Regions from separate parts of the Arachis hypogaea genome. Here region 2 is linked to region 1. The links are chromatin contacts, called in public Hi-C maps. All regions are on one chromosome and are shown on one strand. Each heading gives the region's core, a stretch centred on a gene start, on an enhancer-like site or on the middle of the called end of the contact. The rest is flanking DNA. Distances are from core to core; before and after follow the strand shown. Region 1 holds the start of LOC112710795 (folate-binding protein 1). Region 2 holds the start of LOC112710801 (serine/arginine-rich splicing factor SR30).

Region 1 (4,972 bases), core at 1,469-3,968:
GGCCGCCGTGAGGGTTCTGTCTGGCAACGTCAGGAGTTGAGAGGATGACGATTTTGTGGAAGGTGGGAAGAGGAGTTTCCGGCGCTGTTGTGGATTGTGGAGTGATGAGTGTGGAGAGTGGAGAGGGTTGAGAGTTACTGAATGAGAGGGATGGGGTGGGGGTGGGTGGGTTAGGGATTTTTTGGTCATTTTTAAATAGTTAAATTATAGTGTTGGTCCCTATACTTTTACTAAAATTGTAAATTAGTCCTTACTACTAAACACGTGCAACTCACATGTCTAAAATAGCGAATATGCTGAGGAATATTCTGTTAAATCAAACGATGTTTAAACGGTAGGAACCAATTACAAATTTTAATTTTTATTAAGGACCCAATTACAAACTTTTAAATTATAGGGACCAATTTGAAATTTCACTAAAAATGTAGGGACTAACTGTGTAATTTAACCTAAATATTTAAAGAAAAATAAATAAAAATAAAAATAAAAAAATAAGCAGTAAAAATTTAAAACTAAACAAAAAAATATGCATATAATAATATCTTTTATTTAAATTATATTATGTTGTCAATTTTATTTTTTATAGAACAGAAAGATAAAGAAAAATAGAGAATGAGAGAAAAGAGAGAGAAAGACAAAGAAGAAGAATGAGAGTGGGAGTTTGTTAATTTTAAAAGTTAAGAAAAAATTTATTTTAATTATAATAAAAAAATATCTGATGACACATTTTGTTTTGTCAAATTACTAATATAAAATATAAAAGATAAATTATAAATTAGATATAGAGTGGGAAGAATAGAGAGAAATAGAAAAAAAAGAGAGAGAGGTAGATAAGAGAATGTAAGAAGGAGGTTTACTAATTTTGGAGGAAAATATTTTCTCTAAATTTTAATAACAGAGTGTCATGTAACATATTTTAGTTATTAAATTAGTTAGTAACTAGTATTTTTACCCGCAATAATATTACGAGAATATAAATCTTTTAAAATTACGCCAGTCTTGACATTATAGATTATGGTACAAAAAATTTATAGCATTAAACCACTTTTACGAAAAGGTTATAAAGGACAAAAATCCCCATAGGCTAAGAAGACTAGGGTCTCCGTAGATACAAAAATTAAATAATAAGTCTTTTAATTATTATTTTCATATGAAAGAGTTTAATATTTCACTAATAATTAATTTTAATATTCGTTATCTAAAATTTGAAATAATTTAACGTATATACTTTTATATTTGATTAAGTATTAAGTCTATTGCACAATTAGACATAATTAATTTTTATGCTTACTATATAAAAGTAATATTTTTTCTCTATATATATAAAAATATAATATAAAAAATTTATATTGATAGTTATAAAATTAATTCAAATTTATTTTTTTAAAATAATTGAATCTTGATTATTCTAACTTTTAATCACAACATTTGTATTTTCTCTAAATTATATGTAATAAATATTTGAAAAAAAAGAAGTGAAAATATATATTAGAAAAATAAGCAGTAAAAATTTAAAACTAAATAAAAAAGCATGCATATATTAATTTTTTATTTATATTATATTATGTTGTTAATTTTATGTTTTATAGAACAAAAAGTAGAGAAAAATGGAGAATGAGAGAAAGGAAAGAGAAAGATAAAGAACAAAAATGAGAGATAGAGTTTGTTAATTTTGGAAGCTAAATTTCTTTTATTTTAATTATAATAAAAAATATCTAGTCACACATTTTGATTTGTCAAATTACTAATATAAAATATAAATTATATATAGAGTGGGAATGATAGAGAGAAATAGAAAAGAGAGAAGGAGATGTAAATAAGAGAATGTAAGAAGGAGGAGGTTTATTAATTATGGAGAGAAATATTTTTTCTAAATTTTAATAAGAGAATGTCATGTGTCACATTTTTGTTATTAAATTCGTTAGTAATATATAAATATAATATATAATATAACTATATTTTAATTTTAATGCGATTAGAGAATGTCATGTATATTTTGATTATCAAATTTATAATTAGTCATTAATAATGATATATAAGAGATATAAAGTGAGTGAAGGAATGAGAAAGATAGAGTAAGGGAGAGAAAGGAGGAAACAACTCTTTAATTTTGAAAGAAAAAATTTTATTTCAATTGCAATAAAAAAATGACATGTGACACATTTTAGTTATAAAATTAGGAAATATAATAATAGATATATAAATATAATATATAATATAACTAATTTTAATTTTAATATTTTAATTTTAATTTTAATTTAATTTGAATGCAGTTAGAGAATGTTATATTATATATTTTGATTGTCAAATTTATAATTAGTTATTGATAATAATATATAAGAAAAATAAAATGAGTGAATGAATGAGAGAGATAAAAAAAGAGAGAGACAAGAGAGGAGAACTCTTTAATTTTAGAAGAAAAGATTTGATTTCAATTATAATAAATGTGTGATATGTGATACATTTTAATTATAAAATTAGTAATATATAATAGATAATAAATATGAAAGTACTCTATTAGATAATAAATAAATTTGATCGATTAACTCAACTTTTTTATTTAGTAAAAATATAATTTTATTCTTTTTAATTCGAAACTAAAAATAAACCAACCAACATATTTCTATTACTTTTTATCTTTGGAAACAAAATTTACTTTGACAAAGTAATTGCATGTTTTAAGATATGAGAATTGCTTTTTGGTGTCTAAGATACGAGAATTTGAAAAAAAAAAATCATTTTCAAAAATAAAAGAATAAAATAGAAAATATTTTCACAGTCTCTCTCTCGTTTTATTTTTTCGGTATATTTTTCACGGTCTTTATAAACTTGACGTACCTGTTTTATTTTGGTCTAAGGAACATAATTCAAACCGGTAGTAGTAGGCTCACATGTCTTTTGTGTTCGTGGCCCAATTTTACTTCTGTGTTTTTTTCTTGATAAAGTGAGGCAGGTTGTTCCAAGCCCAAGGGAAAACGAAGGAAGAAGCTGAAGAAGAAGAAGAAGACCTGATCAAAAACAGAAAAAGAAGAAGAAGGATCAATTGTCCAAAAAGAACAAGAAGAATCAGTCCAAAAAGAAGAAGAAGAAGAAGAAGAAGAAGAAGCTAGAGCTTGGATTCAACTGCAGCGTGGTTGGGTGGAGTCTGGAGTGTATTCAATGAAATCGAGGTTGTAATATGGTGGTGGTTGTACGGTTATCGAAGCAGTCCCAGTGCCTTCTCGGACCCAAGAACTTCGATTATGGCTTCCTCCTTTTCCTCCTCTTCTTCAATCTCTTCCTACCTTACTCTTCCGGTTAGCTTCTCTCTCTTATAATCTTCTCGGATTAGATGTGCTCTTGAGCTTAATCAATCAACACACAAGACAAAAACAATTATATATGATAGATTGAGATTTTACACCTTCATTTTGTGAAATACAGACACGGTATATTTTGGTTAGTTATGATCTTGGAAACCTTTCAATTTGTTAAAAGTTCAATTTTTTTTTTTAAATCTTTTTGGGCCAAAGATAGATTCACCCGCTCAGCCTTGTTATGACCAAAATTGGTGTTACATTATTCATTTCTTATTAGTAGCAAGTTAGTGACTTGACACACACTGGCAACACATCCAAGCAGGTCATTCAATCTTTTATTTCATTTGATTATCTCAGAAACGGGGTTCTGTTCTTGTGCCGATCGTTATTTTTCGAGTTCTTTGCAAATTGCAGCAGGGGTTTATGCACTTGTGAATATCACTTACATGTAACTTTAGTTCCATTTGGTTAGTAACTAGAGAGAAATATCTGTTTGCTTCGAGCACATTTAATGCGTGCTTCAATGGGGTTCTACTTCTACACCGAATGCTATTTTTTAGTTCGTTGTGATTTGCAGCCGGGTTATATGAAATAGTGAGTGTAACTAAAAGTGTTGCAGTTGCAGTGTGTTATGGCCATCCATCCATGATGCGGTGAAGCATATTAAAAATTGGCAATCTTGATGGAACCGATTGATTGCCACTGGATTTGAAGAATAGAAAATGGGTTTACTGAGGCTTTGGATATTATGTTTACTTGAACTAGATACAACTAACCAGAAACCAAAAATTTGTTCTCCTTTTCTTCCTTCTTTCTCTTGGATGTAGACAAATACAGGAGAGTGACTGCTTGGCAATTTGGCTTAGCTCGTTAAGATCCTTGTTTAATCCTAATTTTCCATCATGTTCTAGTTTTGTCATTAATGAATGCGCAATATGCAGTAGGACTCTGCCTGAAAAATATCTTGGCAATGGATCAATCACTAACCTCCTGCAGTTAGATTGCCTTGAACAACTTTTTATATGCCCATATTGTGGATATCAAGTGGCAGAAGATGTAAAGATGTTACTTCTATGTTGTCACAGTTTGCTCTCGAAATGAACTTCGCATTCCATCTTCTGCGTTCTTCTTTTAATAGTACATGGAGTACCCAGAAAAGTTGGGATGTTTAGGCACCTGTCTTAGGTATCACATGTGTAACATTCTGATGGTTATATAATTGAGCAAATGAGGTTGTTAAAATAGTTTTGGTAGATCAAACTTTATTTAGCCTGTTACCGCTTCATTCGTAAATGAATTTCTTCCAGAATTGTATTCAATACTTCATTCAGTTGTGAATTCTTCCCTTTTTGTAACCACAGGTAAACCCAGTGGAGTATGTGTTTCTCAAGGTGGTCGATTTCCTGCCTTTAAATCAGAGGGTTACCCTCCCAGAAAGGGTCCCAAAGATCTGACTCTTTGTCGGGTTTTTCACAAAATCACTTGTTGTGACATAAGCCACACACATCCTGCACTGCTAGCTGTAAGAAAACTTGCTTCTACTGGGGAAGCTGGGCATGAGTGCTTGCACTTATGGGAAATGTTGGAATGTGCGATATGCGATCCACACGTTGGTACTCAACCTGGACCTCCTCTTATTTGTGCATCCTTCTGCGAAAGAATATACAAGGCAT
Region 2 (4,790 bases), core at 190-2,689, 140 kb before region 1:
CAAAACTTCATAATAATTGAAGATATTGTTCCAGGTCCAAAGGACAAGAAAAGTAAGCAAAAATGCACTAACCCGTAAGCGAAAACCGTCAAAGTTGTAACCATCTCTATAGTAAATGGCATCTTCAGCATCACGGATATCCTCAAACTGCAATATATAATGTTCAATACACAATGTAAAAAAGTGACCTAGACCCTGAGGAAAATACTCCCTCATATCCTTACAACATGAAATTCAGACACACCTCCACAAAGGCATAACCTGGTGGTCTCGGAGGAATCTTCAGATCAATGTCAACAATAGGACCAAACTGCAATTAGAGGAAAAACAACACAATTAAGGATCATCAGCAACAAATTCCAGATGTACTTGTCTACAATGACATTCCAAAACAAATTTCGTGTTCCCCATTACCATGGCTGGAAGAAAAAAAAATTGGAATGAGACTTCAAAGCTCAACTGAAAATTTCAATTGACCAAGTCAAATATAGATCTTCACTATTGATTAGATTCTCTTGTAAGTTTTATATAAGGATCAATCTTGCCATCAATGGTGGAAACCACGACTTGATATAGTCAAGTGGAATCTCCAATTGAGATGATCCATTCCACGAATACAATGCATAATAATTGATAGAATTAAGGATTCTTCACTGCTTAATTCAGCCTTTTTTTTATCCCCCAAAGTATACTCTGGAAATGAAACCATATCTCATCCAAATGCTAAACTAAACAAAAAGTGACAATCAATGTTTAAAGACTTTCAAAATTATTTAACATAACCGTGAAGATAACCTGAATTTATATATGTTTTTGGACATATAATAAAAACAATAATAGATAACAATAAATAAATAAAAGTACCTTGTAGAAAAGATCCTCTACTTCCCTCAAGCGAACATCGCCAGGAAGATTGCCAACATAAATTGTGCGACTAGACCGTCTAGCCATTTTTCTTCGCCCGAAGCACTGTTTAACTCACTTAGTCATTTTTCGTCATAAATCTCCAAACAAACTAATAATTAACACTAATCATCATCACAATAATAACAATCATAAGTTGATAAAGTACTGATCAGGGAAAATGAAATGAAATTAAGAGTGTTTAAAATAACAATCAAGACCTTTTCACTCCGAGCCTTCCCAGACAATAATCCGCTTAACGTAGTTTAAACCTTAACATATGGTTTCCGAAAAAAAAAATGCACTAACTAGAATGAAATCCTGTGTATTAGGAATCTTAAAGAAGAATTGGACACGGATGAAGGAAATGGTAATGAACAGTGTTGAGGATTCGAGAGAGAAGACAAAGAAGCGTACCTGAAATGAGAAGAAGCTGAGAGAAGCTTATAGAAGGTGAGGGTTAAAGTGAGAGAGAAACAGAGACAGATAGAGAGAATATATTTATTGAGCAAAATCAGAGCACGGAGAAGTGGACAAGTGTTGAGACGACACGTGCATGGCCTTCCATGGTTCCCAAGAACTCAACCATGAAATCTACGCCGTTCAAGGCCAATGAATTTTCATACGTGTCTTCCGCAGATGACACTGACCGGTAGTTTTCCAATATAGAAGTTAGATTAGGCTAAAAAAATTTGATATGGAAGTAAAATGAGTGATATATTTTAATATTGTAATTTTTTGTGTTTTTTAAAATTGTGGGAGTATACAAATCGAACCATCCGATTTATGTTTAAAAAATTGAAAAAATTTAGAGTACATAAATCGGACCCTCTGATTTGTGATTAAAAAATTTAAAAAATTCAGAGTATACAAATCGAACCTTCCGATTATTGTAATTAGACCGTTCGATTACTCTCCCTCCCATCGGACCGTCCGATTTGCTTGACCCAATTATCATCCATTAAAACACTCTATATCCCCATAACTATGCCATACACCATTATTTACTCCATGTCAAAATTAAAAAAGTGGCAAGATTAATTATCCAATTCGATTCTTACCAATTTTAAAAGTAAATATTTTAATTTTTAAAAAAAATTAGTACACAGGTTAATTTTTAAAATTTTATTCCAACAAATAAATTAGTTTTTAATTTAGTTTTAGATAGAGTATTATTCCAATTAATCCCTAAAATTTTTAAAAATAAATATTTTAATTCTCAAAAAAATTAATATACAAATCAATTTTAATATTTTTTCTGTCAAAATTATTTACAAAAGATGAATTATATTCAAATATATGTATATTATTTTTGTTTATAAATTTTTGTCAAGTGGTATTAAAATATCTATCTGTATTTAAAGAATCTTTCATTTTGTCTACAAAAAGTGAAAAAAATAATTATGTCTTTTTTAGAATTTATAAATTTAAGGATTAAGTATGATTTTAGTCCCTAACGTAGGGGTCGAAAATTTTTTTCTTCTTCGGCCTTTTTTCGCCTATAAAATAGTCCCGAAAGTTCTAATTTGATTTAAAATTATCTTTTTTTATCAAATTTTAATTTTTATTCCAAAAATACCTCTAACTTAAAAAAAAAAAAAAGAAAACATTGAATAAGGGGGAAAGGGGGAAGGGATTCATGCTGGGGAAGGGAGTTGCTTTAGGGAAGAAGAGAGGGAAGGGAAGGGGAAGGGCCACCGTCGCTGCTCCTCGTCGATGCCGCTGCTCCTCGTCGTTCAGTCGCTGGACCTCACCGCTGCTCTTCTGGACTCGACGGAGATGCTCGATGGCAGTGGGTTCTGGTTCGAGGCAAGAACAGGGGAAGGTTTCTGTGGTTTTATGATGGTGAGTGGAGGAGAGGCCGACAGTGATGGTGGAGCTCAAATACGATGGCGCGAACTAGAGGTGAGCCGATGGAAAGAAGAGGGCTTCGCATTGTGACGGTAGCGCTAGGGTAGCGCAAAGAGAGAAGAAGAAAAGGGTGGCGGCACTGTGATGGCGGATCGGCCAAGGGACAGTGAACAGAGGAGAAGAGAAAAGAGGAGAGGAAGAAGAAAAGAGAAGGAGGGTGGTTCGGGTGGCTCACCGGCTTCTACTTCTACTTCTGCTTCCATTCTTCTTCTGCTTCTGCTTCTAATCTTCTTCTACTTCTGCTTTTATTATGTTGTTGACTTCTGGTTATTGTTGCTTCTGCTTCTGGTTATTGTTGCTTCTACTTCTGGTTAATTACATTGTTTTATTGTTGTTGTTGTTGTTGTTGTTCTGTTCCTACTTCTGTTCCTGCTCCTACTTCTGCTTTTGTTTGATTACATTGTTTCATTGTTTTATTATACAGATTTGTTGATCTATTATCTATTTTTTAATGTTTATTATATTGTTTCATTGTTGTTGTTTCTGCTTTTGCGTCTGGTTTTGATTCGACTTATGTTTCTACTTAATTTTGGAGAAGAAGGAGAAAGAATAGGGAAGAAAGGGAAGGGAAATTTTGGTCTGAATGACAGTTTTAAAACTAAGTTAAACATTCGAAACCATTTTATAGAAAAAAAAGTCAGGAATAAAAATTTTTTTCGTCTCCTACGTTAAAGACCAAAACCGTACTTAACTGTAAATTTAACTATAAAAAAAATTAAAATAGACCTAAAATAATTTTTAAATTTATACTGAGTAAAAATTCTTCATGATTCCTCTTACATCACCTTATCAATAAATCTTGAGCATTTGAGAAACTATAAAATTTACGAACCAATAAATTTACTATATGCCAATGTCAATTTTATTAAATTTGAATGACGATTTAAGAGAAAAAATTAATAAAACTTGTAGAATTAAAATTTTTTATTTTGCATTAAATTTTCTACACATGTATAATAAAAGAAGTCATTAATCTCCCTCTATATTCTCAAATCTATTTCTAATTAATATTACTTCTTTTTGTGCGCTTTTTTAATCTAATAATAAGCACATGCAATGTTGTTTTTTATTAGCATGAGTTGATTTCGCTTTTATAAGTTTGTTGCTGAAAAAAAGAAAAAAAAGTTTATTTTACTATCACTAGTATAAATTTGTTTTTCACAACTTAATTGAGCATGTGCACATAATTTCCGTTGATATCTTAAGATCAATCTATAATCTTTTTGGTCAAAATTTTTTTTGTTTATATAATAGAAAATATGAGATAGATAATAGGCATATATTTATAACACTTCCATTACAATGATTATATTCTCTTTTATTTTTTGGATCAACATTTTTTTTAATCATTTTTTAAAATTGAATTTTGTTTACTTTAATTGTATCTTTCCAACTAATAAAATAAATTTCAAGAAGGAACCTATTAGAAAATATATGATTATTAACATAGAAATAAAAATTATGTATATTTGATGCAATTTTCATATTAATTAATAAAAAGTAGTTATTTTATTGTCTATTGGCTCCATTAATGCAATTAATTGTTCATCTTTTCATATATTTCAGAAAACTTGAACTCTTTCTTCCTATAATTGATATTTGTCAGGAAAAATACGAGGAACCAATACTCTTATTATACAATGCATACAATGGAGGGTTTAATTGAAATTAAAATTAGATTATGTGTACTCAGGGTTTAATTGAAATTAATACTGAATTATAGTTACAATCATTAATTATGAAGATTTGTTAATTTGAATGGTTCAAAAAATTAGGATTCAGTTAAACCAAAACACAAACCATGATCTATTCTCTATGAACGTCGCCGACACAACCAAGAACATAACCCTTCTCGCCGACGTTACTATCTCATCTTCTCACTGGCTCGTGTGTTATCACTGGAAGTCGCTCCCGGAGACGTCGAAGTCCGTACCGGTGAACACCCAGAAGCACATTCCCAGCGTGTGGCTCCTTCC

Evidence for each region. Hi-C and Micro-C count contacts between places; a contact is called where the count stands out from the background.
Region 2: a contact with region 1 is called in a Hi-C map of leaf, with 2.5 times the contacts expected there. The contact joins the promoter of LOC112710801 here to the promoter of LOC112710795 in region 1. A contact is called at or near these places in 2 of 8 Hi-C or Micro-C datasets (both in leaf).

The regions. Positions count from the first base shown.
Region 1 is chr9:30,365,499-30,370,470 of arahy.Tifrunner.gnm2.J5K5, reverse strand. LOC112710795 (folate-binding protein 1) reads left to right here and starts at 2,718. Exons shown (of 4, transcript XM_025763200.3): 1 at 2,718-3,296; 2 at 4,661-4,972. The coding sequence starts at 3,179.
Region 2 is chr9:30,500,829-30,505,618 of arahy.Tifrunner.gnm2.J5K5, reverse strand. It overlaps LOC112710801 (serine/arginine-rich splicing factor SR30), which reads right to left and starts at 1,439. Exons shown (of 17, transcript XR_011865648.1): 1 at 1,321-1,439; 2 at 865-969; 3 at 245-310; 4 at 73-147.